Linked DNA regions of Bicyclus anynana: region 1 is linked to region 2. The links are chromatin contacts, called in public Hi-C maps. All regions are on one chromosome and are shown on one strand. Each heading gives the region's core, a stretch centred on a gene start, on an enhancer-like site or on the middle of the called end of the contact. The rest is flanking DNA. Distances are from core to core; before and after follow the strand shown. Region 1 overlaps LOC112046693 (spectrin beta chain). Region 2 overlaps LOC112046693 (spectrin beta chain).

Region 1 (6,173 bases), core at 410-2,909, 40 kb before region 2:
TGTCGTGGTAACTGTTACAACAATGAGTATACTATGAAATGGGTGTATCATTTAATGTAACTTGTATTATTTACAATCACAAGAAAGTAATGTTTGATATCATCATCATTATCAAACCACATTCGACTTAATGCTGAGCTTGAGTCTCCTCTCAGAATGAGAGGTGTTAGGCCAATAGTCCACCACGCTGGCCCACGAACCCACACCCTCCGGAATCGGAAGAAGAAGTCATATCTACTGGGCTATCATGGCTCTGATTACCTATGTTATGAGATAAAAGTCAATCATCATCATATCAGCCGACGGACGTCCACTGCAGGACATACAAGTAGGCCTTTTGTAGGAACTTCCAAACATCACGATCCTGATCTGACTCGCTTGATGTCGTCAGTCCACCTGGGGGTCGACCAACACACTTATCTCCGTATAATTGAATCAGAAATGAGAAGATTTGCAGAGAAACCAAAGTCACTGACATAGCTCAATGAGTCACAAAGCTGAAGTGGCAATATATGAACAAATAATTTGTAGAGTCAATGGACGTTGGAGTCCCAAGGTGCTGGAATGACGACCCATGTAAGGTGTAATTAACGAGGACGAAATGACCCGAGGAGAATAGCGAGACGCTTCGTTTTGAACCTCGGATCGCTTCAAGTTCTATGACTAGAGCGCATTGGATGCGCAAACAGAAATTGAGCGTGGCGAGGCGAGGTTGCATGAAGCGAAGTAAATGTCGTATTCGATATAACGTAGTAATACCTTTTGGTATTACATCAACTTCAGAACATTGATGTCATGATAATAGTCAAAAAATACTAATCAAGAACTGTTCATCTGTCAATGTCCACATCGAGGACCAAGAATGTCAACAAAAAGGATTGTTGTTCATGTAATAACGTCAACAACAACATTGTTCATTGTTCAATCATGTTTTTGCTATAGCAATGTTCCCTAGTCCTCACCGTTCGGCCTGAAGCTCCGAGCAGACAGCAACGACAGCTTGCACTCGCTCCTCGTACGCGAAGATGTCAGTCTCGATCGCCTCGTGCTTCTTCGCCGCCGCCTCCACGGCCGCCAGGTCGAAGCCAAAGTTGTCCTGGCTCACCAGCCGCTGGTTCTCCGACAGCCACGTCTCACGCATTTGCGCTTTGCGGTTGAACCTGTTGATAAAAAAAAACAAATAAAATATGTTGTTTCTTATAAATTTCGGAATACAGGGACAATCATATCAAATTTTATGAATATATTTTTCTTTCTCACATTCAATTGGTCTTAAATCTAATACGACTATGCAAGGGATAGTTCGCTCATCACAAAATACTGACAACTGCTTGACGTACGTAGTTGAAATACGGCCTTCGCACGACGTATAGGATTCCGGGCTATTTAACCGACCTTAAAAATAAGAGGAAGTTTCTCAATTCGACCGTATATATTCTAGACCGATATACCATCAAAGTCCAAGTCTTACTAAACTGCGCAGTCTCCAACAGGGTATATGGGACTTGCGAGCTGAAAAGCAGCCAGGACACTGGTTGTGACTCACCTAGCTGCGAGCTGTTCCAGCTTCTCCTGTCGGATGAGCTCCTCGCGCAGAGCCAGCTCGCGCTCGTGCTCGGCCTTTTCCAGGCGCTCCCAGGCGCGGTTGATGTCGTGTATCATGCGGCCCTCGCGCGGCGTGTAGGGCTTCTGGTTGGCCGCGCGCATGCGGGACTGCAGCGTGAACAGTAGCACCTCCAGGTTGCCCTTTTCAACGAATCTGTAAAACAAATGTTGTATGTCATTGCACAGGTCAGACTGTATTTTAATTGAGTAAAAGTTCTATAATGGGCCTGCAGCAAAATGACGGCAAACGTAGTCATTTTGGCACATTCAAACCTGCTCTAGCTTGCCTAGCAGTGGCGCATGCCTGTTCTCAAATCATATGTGGCAAGAAACATGGACATCAATCATTCTACTCATTAGCTTATTGCTATATATATACAAACCAAAATAACAACGCTGCTTGTTAAAAATAGGTAATAAGGTAACACAATGCCAATATGTCCTTTAGGAGGCAGTACATTCCTATACGAGCTTTGTCACTATGAGAAGTGATGGATAAAATGATAATCAGCTCTTACTTGGGAGGCTTCTCGACGGTGCGGTAGTTAGCGAACTGTATGAGCTGTTGGCGCACGCCCTCCAGAGAGTTGGCAAACGTTCTGTCGCCCAGAGCTTCGATCGTGCGCTCGATCCATTGCAGGAGATCACTGGAAATAACATACAATACTGTAATAATACATAAAAAATAATAAAAAATACCTGCTTCTAGACTTTCGGGACTTTTGAGCGCTCAACAAGCTGACAGTTAGAGCTGAGTGAAGAACCTTCTCCTAATATGCCATCTCAAGGATTACTGTCTTAAAATGTTGGTCGAAGCTTTTAACTGAAAATTGCTAAAAAACTGACCATTAACTGAAACAACTATCGAGATTATAACGATTAACAACTTTCCACATGGAATTATTCCACATAATTTCATGTGCAAGGTCCAAGTATTTGGACACATTACATTTTTCTTTTCACTTTATGGTAATATGTCAACAATTAAATATCATTATTAGTTCTGGTGGGAAAATGAAAACCAATCCAAGAATTTTATCAATAGTATAGCAACATCAAAAAAAATTAACAAGGAATATGCATATGTTTTTTTTTTAATATTTTTGTTTGATTTCTGACATAACTAAACAATAATAAATTTTTGAAAAATAATCTCTTAACATATTGCGTAAGGCAAACGTGATTATACACCAAAACCCTTACCTGGTGAGAGTCTCATATTCATGCATCATCTTCTCATTCTCCATAGCGATGCCGACCACCTTGCCGATCCTCTTGCCTTGGACTGTCTCCTGCTTCATCTTGCTGAAGTAGTGGTAGTATGTCACCACATATGTGATGATGGACTTCTCGTCTGGGTGTTCCACTGCGATATCTGTAATTGCATAGAACTGTTGAGATACTGACTCACTGACTGAAAAACTGACTGACTTTTTTACTAATTTTATCTGGACAAAATTAAAGACTTGGCACTTGTCACTTGTCTTAATATAAACACCTGTACGAGGAAATTCATGATTATGCCATAAATAATTTTGACAATGTTTGAAATTACACTCCAAAAATTTAAAGAAGTTTGGAAACCCAGCTTATTATAGCCTGGAGCATATATCCAAAGATTAGCATTGAAATAACTTAGTATCTCAAACTTAGTTTCCCTATCCACATTTCACTCATGCATTGTAATGTCTTACAGCCAGTTTCTTCATGTTAAGCTAAAGTAACAGTAAAAGTAGTAAGTAGTAAAGAAGACTTTATTTTTCAGTGAATAAGACCGTCACTTTTGATTTATGACGCTACTTTGACTGTTACCTGTGATGTAGAAACTGGCCGTTAATATTTGCTAATTGATTAGGTAACTATTAAGGATATGATACCTTCGGCGTCCAAAAGCTTAGTGAGCCCAAGCTTCTCCTCTGCGACGTTGAAGGCATTATTAAGGTTCTGTATCTGGTTGCTTCTGTGCAACTTCTCAAACTGTATGAGGTCTGGTCTGTGCTTGTGTATGATGGCGTTGAACGCCAACCCATCCCGCCACGAGGTGGTGAAGTTCCTCACGTTAACGTTGTTGTAGCCGGCCGTCTTCATTTGGCACCATAATAGCAAGGCGTCCTTTGCGGACTTTGTCTCTTTGTTGTCAGTTTCTTCGATTGTTATGTCTTGTATCTGTGAAATACAAAATAATTGATATTCAAAAACTTTTAGATTATTAGATATGTTTCAAATAGGTATTTATAGCGGAGTTCATCTTTTGCGAGGAGTACAATACGTTATGTCAAGCAGCATCGATGTGCACAATTCTTAAAGGATTGCCAACATGTATTTAAAATCATCGACTTCCCAAGTCCAAGCTGCTTCTTGACTGAGAACTGAACTGAAACAGGCCCCAGCTCGAGTCTTTCATTACCGTCAACGATACACTGTTCTTGCCAACATTGCAGCGCCTACACATTCTCCAAAAAAAAGGCTGATTTTCTAGAAAAATTGTTCAAACCTGGAATCTCAGGATGATGGTCCAGATGAGGCCCAGGTTGAGCCTGGCGTTGCCGTCCACGATGTCGTGCGAGCCCATGTTCTCGAGGTGCACGCGCTGCTCGCGCAAGAACTGCAACGCTTTGTCCACATTCTCCAGGCAATGGATACGCATTTTGCCTTTCGTCGGTCGTGGCTAGAAAAATACAAGACAAAGTTTAATAGTAATAAACTACTAGGACATACATTTTATTTTTTCATGTTATATTTTAGATCTCTTTGTTTTGCTATATTCTAGAAGCCTGTGATAACCATGACTATTGTCATTTTATAAAAGCCCATGCTCCTAGCATAGGTAAGTGTGGTAGGAAACTAAGGAGTTTGGATTTTAATAGCTTAGGAAGGTAACAAAAGTACAGATCGTCACCGTCAATAGTCAGAATTATGAAAATGACTTTATAAAGTCCATTAAATTAGATGTACTCCTATATACATATAGATCTAATAGATTATATTGTTTACTAAAAAATAATTAATTGATTTACTGATCTAAAGCATTATTTTATAAAAATCCTGAACAAACTTAGCATTTCTAATGAAGAACGTCGGTATGGCAAGGCAAGCACAATAAATTAGTCGCGATCGTGAAAGTTAACAATGTCTTCTCTTGATGTACAGTGATGATTGATGGAATGCATTTCATACACAAGCAAAAACACTTACTGTTTCATTTTATTTTTATGTACTCGCATTTTACTACAATTACTTTAGAAACAGGGGGCCCTTCTACTATCCATTTTTTTATACAACCAAACGCAACTATAATAATAGTTGCGTTTGGTTGTATAAAAAAATATTTTAAACATTTATTTAAAAGGCGAAATAAATAGAAGGAAATATATGTTTGACCATAAATTTAGACAATTCCAATTTACGAGTACATGGACATTCCACAGGAAAACCTGACAAGTTTATCAATAATATACAGTTGAATTATGGTTCATATTTTAGTTTCTATCTCTACTATTATAAAACGATATTTCTGAGTACCTGTGTTGTAGAATAGTACATTATTATACGGAATAAGCAAATCCACATAAATTCATGAACGAAAAACCATCCCTTAGTAAAGAAAATCATTTTTCTTCTCTTCGAAAACGACATACAACGAAATGTCTTGTGCTCTACAACTTAAGGCATATCCATTGATGTAATAAGTTGATAAGATAAAGAGTGAGTAAAGTTCAAATTACCAAAATTTACTCTTACATGACATTGATGTTAATAAATGTATACTACGGCCAACTACAATTTATTATAAACCTTTGTTAAATACAAATCATTTGTCTCACAAAAAGTAGTAGTCTGTATTGGAATAAGTACATTTCATCGTTATTCTATTTCTAATCTAGAACTTTCATACGCTTTTTAGTTAAAACTTGTAGCTTAATAAAAATACGCTTAAGGCTTTGTTTTCGAACGATATGGCTATGATTAAAAAAATATTTGCTTTGATGACACGTTACACATATGCTAACAAATCGACTTGCGCCTCTATTTTGCGGTGCAGTTTTTGAAGCGCTTTTTGGGAATCTATTACAAACCAATACATAGATGGGCTCTGGTAAACACACGCAAACAAACACTCACAAGACAATCGTATATAGTCTTAACTTAGACAAGACAAAACCGGTTTACTGGAACCCAAGTTATAGCTTGCTATCAAGATGTAGGACATACAAGATCTATCTTAACAACGTGAAACCTGAGCACCTCCCATAAAGCGTCATTGTCTCAACTTCTCAAGCATCAATCGCAAGTCGCAACCATATCTACTCATCGTATAAAAAAGCTTGACCTAAATTATTCCTACGCTGTCAAAGCAAATGTCAAAAGCTTATTGAGATATAATCAATTAGGCCTTAATCCATCCCCGGCTTGCTTTGCTTATGGTATTTTTTAAACAGAACTTATGGTTTAAACAGCTTACGCCATTAATAATAAAGGATGAAGAACTGAAGAGGGGATATTGGGATTTACTTAGGCGCAACAGATAAGTCTAAGAGAGGGACCGTTTATGCTATTGAGTACCTCCA
Region 2 (6,812 bases), core at 2,945-5,444:
TAAATTTGGTAGAATAATACTATCTTGAGAATTAGACATATTTTTGTGGTGAATGCTGTTAATTTTTCCTGATGAGGATTAGTAGTGGTAGGCATTGGCCATGGCTAGTTATAGTCTGGCAAGTTTGTTGATAACACTCCCATTATATGCGGGCGACAGGAGGAAAGACTACGCGGGTGTGAAATCGTGCGGGGCAGTGACGTGCATCAGTCGTGGGTTTTTCATTCATCGCTACACGCCTCCCGCCCCGCGCGGAACATCGGGAGTATTACGAACGAAGTTGCCAAGCTATACCACCCTACTGATAAAGACATACGCCAAACGATTAAGGTGTAAAATCACGTAGAAACAGTCAGAGGGAAGTCAAAGGGATTCTACGGGAAGTATATACTTGTACATTTTCCAAGTAATCTCTCTTTCTTCTAGACTTTAATTTCATAGTCTCTTATTCTGTAATGACGAGGTTTATTCGTCGTGTATTGATAAAGGAAACCTTATAATATCGCCCTGTGTGTCCATCTGTCTGTGTGTGGTCAAGCTCAAAGACGCTTTATAACTAAAAAACTTTTTTTTTTTTCTTTACAAGTTAGCCCTTGACTACAATCTCACCTGATGGTAAGTGATGATCCAATCTAAGATGGAAGCGGGCTAACTTGTTAGGAGGAGGATGAAAACCCACACCCCTTTCGGCTTTCGAATCCACGAAATCGTAACGGAACGCTAAATCGCTTAGCGGTACGTCTTTATCGGTAGGGTGGTAACTAGCCACGGCCGAAGCCTCCCACCAGCCAGACCTGGACCAATTAAGAAAATCTCAATCGGCCCAGCTGAGGTTCGAACCCAGGACCTCCGTCTTGTAAATCCACCGCGCATACCACTGCGCCACGGAGGCCGTCAACTGTTATTTGACATTGGTATTAACTAAAACAAAATGTACGTGGAAAAGGAAAAATTCATACATATTCCACTGAATACTAAAGCTAGTAAAGATAATGTTGTTAGTAACAAAAAGCACCATTCTAAATCAGTGATGTGCAAGTACTGAACCCATCATACTTCATACACACAAAAAACGTCTTTAGTAATATCATCCCAGCCAGCTGTTCTTAAGTGATGAGCGAGAACATATTTCAGGAATTGATTTATATTTATAGTGATTATAAAAACAATAAATTAAAAAGCTCTATAATCCTTTACATTCGATTGAATTCGATTTGGCTCCTCAAACCGGTTAGCTTACAGCTTCTAAATAAAAGCATCAAATCATAATCCGAGACAGGAATGCTATTGCTAGCGATGTCTTATGGCATCCATATGTGTATGACCTCAATTGGTGGGGGCAAATATGAACAGTTCTCTTTACGAGTAAGACTTACTAGAACTATAACAATTTTACTGCTACTCATCTCTAGAACTAGTATTCGAAGAGTAGATGAAGTAATCACTAATATTATACAGGAAGAAAATTTTTTTAGTGCGGATATTTTTATATTTTGTACATAAACAAAATTTAATGATCACGTATTTTTTCTTTTTTTTTTTAACTCAAAAATAACAAAATTATCGTTAGCTAAAGTTATTTACTTTTGAACAGAATTTTAGGGTCACCCTATTGTGCGTTTATTTTATTTTCGTTTGATACCTGAAGGACGTCACCAGATCACTTTTAAGCTGAATATATCTTGTTTAGTAATAATATGTACATTATTTTGTTATTTTAGAGACATAAATTAAAAAAAAAATTACATAAAATGTATCGAACTGTTTGTAGATTTATATTCTATTAATGATACAGAACCACGAAAAAAAATATCCGCACTAAAGACCGAATCACCCTGTATAGAGGTAAAGTTTTTAGTGTTGTAGAGGGTAGGTAATCTCTAGATCTACAGTGTTTCGAATGTTTAACTGAAGGGTAACGTAACGCGTTACGGGGCCACTCTGTCTGGCTTCCCATTCTCTCACGCATACGGCAACAGGTTTAAGTTATTACTTGTGTCGAGCGTCCTGAGAAGTACGTTTTTTTAATATTTAATAATATCATCATTCTGTACTTTTTTAGTAGTATTGTAAAGAGGTAAAGTTTGTGGTATTTATTGCACCTGGTAATCTCTGGATTACTTAACCGATTTTGAAAATTATGTTACCTCTAGAAGACTGATTTCGAAAATTTTTTTACCACTAGAGAACCACGTTATTTGTGAGTGTCATATGCTATATTTTATTCCCGTATTTTCACGTGAACGGGAACTACGCGGGGCGGTGGCCAGTCCGTAATATGTACGTTAAAAAGTATGTTACAATCATCGAAATTGATTTTAATTGGACAAACAATTAAGGAGTCATTAAAGCCTAAATCATTAGAACACTTACATAATGAAACTGGTTAGGTACGTTATCTTGTATTTTTGACGAATTAAGTATGTATAAATATAACAAAGCAAGTAATGATAAGAGCTGTGATAGATAGCCCAGTGGATATGACCTATCCTTCCGATTCCGGAGAGTGTGGATTCGAATCCGGTCCGGGGCAAGCACCTCCAACTTTTCAGTTGTGTGCATTTTAAGAAATTAAATATCACGTGTCTCAATCGGTGAAGGAAAACATCGTGAGGAAACCTGCATACCAGAGAATTATCTTAATTCTCTGCTGTGAAGTCTGCCAATCCGCATTGGACCAGCGTGGTGGACTATGGGCCTAAACCCTCTCATTCTGAGAGGAGAGGAGCTCAGCAGTGAGCCGAATATGGGTTGACGACGACGAAGTAATGATAATGTAACAGAAATATTGACTGCTGATAAAGATACATATAAATAATTCGTGTACAAGTACGTTAAGCAAAATACCTTTTACTAGATAAGCAAATATGTGAGTCTCACCACTATTATATAAGAAACTGATTTATCAGCATTAGGTAGTAGTTTTTTTTATTATTTACAATTTAGCCCTTGACTACAATCTCACCTGATGGTAAGTAATAATGCAATCTAAAATGGAAGCGGGTTAACTTGTTAGAAGGAGGATGAAAATCCACTCCCCTTTCCCTTTCTAGACGTTAAATTAGGGAAGAAGGAAAGACGACACATTAAAACAGAAGTTACTCATAAAAAAATCTTTAGAAAATGGATTTTTATCAATAACAAAACATTTCTCTTAGCACTTATTAACACTGACAAGTGTTCATAAAAGTGTAAAACATCGTAATCAATTGTGACTTGTGACAGACAAGCAGAAAAAAACAGACTATACACACATAAGATCATCCTAATTGACCTTTTAATGAGACAAATATTCAGAGCGGTGTTCACAGTGTTATAAAAGACTGTGACCCAAAAAAGTAGGATCCATTTCCAGACTAATTTGTCAGTCTGGAGCTAGAACCAGGACCGCGCCTGCTCTTTAATACCTATGCCTTTCTAGGTCATTTAGGGGCGTGGAAAAAAAGAGACAGCGAGCAAATTAAATTGACAAGTAATGCGGAAACTCCCATGTAAAGATAATAGGATGAAAACTCATACCCCATTATAGGATTAGGGCATTTTATTTATGAAGATCACTTGATACTAGCCAAAACTGTAAAGTCTTAGACGCTTGGTCATATTAAACGTGTCCAATTTAAAAACATTAACACGCCTACACACATCCCAATTTACAGTGAACTTCATGACATCATGAATCATTTCTTGAATTATTGATCTTTAGTAGGAATTTTAAGGGGCTTCAGATAAATGGTTCTACTTCTACAGTTCATACATTACACCTACACACTTCATAATTTACATTATTCATGTCATTTCAGATCATTCATTTGCGATTATTGATTTTCAAAAGTAGTAAAAAGATTCCGACGAATTGATAAACCTCTTTTTTTGAAGTCGGTAAAAAATAATTCACGCTTTCATTCGTATACACACTTTCAATTCACTGTGTAGTTCATGACATCATGAATTTTTTTTCGCGATTATTGATCTTCATAGGGAATTTCCAGGGACTTCCCCATTTAATCTTTCACAGAACAAATTGATCTACGTACCTGAGGAAAAATCGACGACTATCTCATATCCAATCCGATAAAATGTACACTGCACTATGTATATAATGTATGGAATGCGTCCAACACACGACAGTACGCGGCCGACGCACGAGCGTGTCGCGACACAGTTTAGTCGGAGTGAGCCGCGAGCCGCACTATCGATCGGGAACTCCTGGCGCCGGCGGTCCGCATGTCCCTAGCACGCACGCGGCACGCCCCTCCCGCTGTATTGCCACCCCGCTGCTAGGGTTGCCAACATTGCATTCAACGGGAAACGTTTGAGGTGCTCAGTGGGGTGCACAGGGTTCTTAACTAGAATAGGCATTAGACGCACAAGTTGAATAAAATTGAACATTCCATCTCCTGTCCGGTCCTCAGGGTACGGGTATTATTGCATCTACATATAAAGTGCACGCGAATACACGACAAACCAAAAATAGCCAATTTTCTGTACTTCTGATTCCTGGACTATAATCTTTATACAGGGTTACCCGTAAATAGTATGACATACTTTGTAATAGTATACACTTTGTAGAAGAAAAAACTAAAGTTTCATTGGGTGAAACAACTATTTAAAAATAATTACCAAGCATAAAATTAACGCTTCAGTAATTTTTCAGCACATGGTATGACTAAACTGTATTAAAAGTAGGGATTTTTATATTTTGTTCAAAAACCAATATAACTTAAAAACCATAAAATTTCGGCTAACATATATTCTGTTATTTTAGTAGGCCTAGATGTCAGCTATCTCCCTGTAAAGTATGTCGTAATATTTAGGTGACACCCTGTATATTTTTCACAACAAATTAAGAATTTAACTAAATTTAACAAAAAAAAGCTTTAAATTCCTTTTTCTTTACAGTTCTTACATGGGGTATGTTATAAGAATTTTTTAACTTTGATTCTTTTACCATTGATTTCATAGGTCAATGCAAAATTAAGAACAGTGTGTTAGATTTCGCTACAGACAGCACACAGACCTGAAATACAGTACAATGTACACATAATACTGAACATTATAGGACCTATGGTTGACAACCCTACCCACTGCACCCCTGGCCAATTAATGGCGTGATTTTTAAACATTATAAGTTTTTTTAGTAAAATATTATGTGTTTTACAGTGTCCTGAGTTAAATCATAATTTCAAGTTTGATAAATTTTCAGTAAAATTATAATTTTACTGAAGTAATACTTACTGAAGAATACACAAATAAGCCTATGTTTTTATTGTGTTATATTATAACAAATTGTAGATTTTAATTAACTGTTAAAGTAATCTACTACATCTTTTATTTTATCCAGTTAATTTGGAATGACACGAGCCGAGCCGTGATAGCCCAGTGGATATGACCTCTGCCTCCGATTCCGGAGGGTGTGGGTTCGAATCCGGTCCGGGGCATGCACCTCCAACTTTTCAGTTGTGTGCATTTTAAGAAATTAAATATCACGTGTCTCAATCGGTGAAGGAAAACATCGTGAGGAAACCTGCATACCAGAGAATTATCTTAATTCTCTGCGTGTGTGAAGTCTGCCAATCCGCATTGGGCCAGCGTGGTGGACTATTGGCCTAAGCCTTCTCATTCTGAGTGGAGACTCGAGCTCAGCAGTGAGCCGAATATGGGTTGATGACGCAATTTGGAATGGGTTGATTTTCTCTATATTGATCACAAATTGATCACTAAATTTCTGTCTCCTTCACATAATCACAATTCAAAATTCAAACCCAAAATGTATTTGTGTTTTATATATTTAAGTATTTTAGTTTTCAGGCATGTTTGAAATGTCATGATTATTTGTTAGATTCTACCACCAGTTTGGAACTCAATAAAATTGGAAAATTGTGTTGTGTCAAAATTAATTTTATGCACAATATAGACTCACACTTGACACAAAAGTGTGCATGAGAGGAATCTGTCATTATGATGTTGTTTTTAATTTCATATTTAATTAAAGTTTTATGATATTAGAGTAGGTATATACAATATAAAAAATCTTAGACCATTGTGAAGATACATTAAATGATTTAAGATACATCATAGATACATGATCACAATATAACTGTGCATCAATAGAAACTTGTTTCATATATAAATATCACACTTAATTAATTATTCATTCCACAATGCCTTTATGCTGTATGCATTATGCAGAGGCCTTGAAATGTTTACACCAATCTGATCGGCCATCTGCTGCATCAGCGTGATGACTAATCAAACACTGACAAATGTCTCAAAAATAGAAACTAATTAAAATGTAATTGATTAACAAGTTTTGACAATTTTTTATGTTGATTCAAAGTCATTCCTACCTAATCTTACTAATAATAATGAGTTGAAAATTTGAGGGAGTGGATATTTTATTACTACTTAAAAATCTAAGCCCATAACAAATGGTAATGTTTGTTTGTTAATTATGGTGTAACCATTGATCTATATATATAGGTATAACACCTATGGTTTTCTGGGTTTTTTTACTGGAAACCAAACTTTGAGGCTTCCAATCACATCAAACAAACAAACAAATGCACCAATGAGATCAAAGTTCTAATAACCTGTTTCCTCTGTGGTGGAATACACACACACACAGCAACCAGATAGTCACAGAACATTGGCTGTAGGCTAGCTGATAACCACTAGTAAATTATCCATTAATTAGTGTAGCTAAGCACACTTCCATTTACCAATAAATAAATTAATATCAATTAGGTAATCTGATATTACCAACTGCCTCATTGGTCAAGTTGTGAGCCTATGTGGTTTCGGATCACAAGGTC

Evidence for each region. Hi-C and Micro-C count contacts between places; a contact is called where the count stands out from the background.
Region 1: a Hi-C map of whole body shows a contact between it and region 2, with 2.1 times the contacts expected there. The contact joins two enhancer-like sites. A contact is called at or near these places in 2 of 2 Hi-C or Micro-C datasets (whole body and whole larva).

The regions. Positions count from the first base shown.
Region 1 is chr16:4,858,272-4,864,444 of ilBicAnyn1.1, reverse strand. It overlaps LOC112046693 (spectrin beta chain), which reads right to left. Exons shown (of 39, transcript XM_052886280.1): 4 at 4,100-4,273; 5 at 3,483-3,771; 6 at 2,809-2,980; 7 at 2,124-2,252; 8 at 1,547-1,759; 9 at 963-1,160; 10 at 1-11. Among protein-coding and RNA genes, the nearest start is that of LOC112046683, 38 kb to the left of the region's middle. Within about 2 kb of position 1,659, at least 6 of the 8 cell types and tissues checked have open chromatin away from gene starts, as enhancers often do.
Region 2 is chr16:4,820,418-4,827,229 of ilBicAnyn1.1, reverse strand. The region is part of intron 1 of LOC112046693 (spectrin beta chain); the gene reads right to left. Among protein-coding and RNA genes, the nearest start is that of LOC112046693, 6.0 kb to the right of the region's middle. Within about 2 kb of position 4,194, at least 8 of the 8 cell types and tissues checked have open chromatin away from gene starts, as enhancers often do.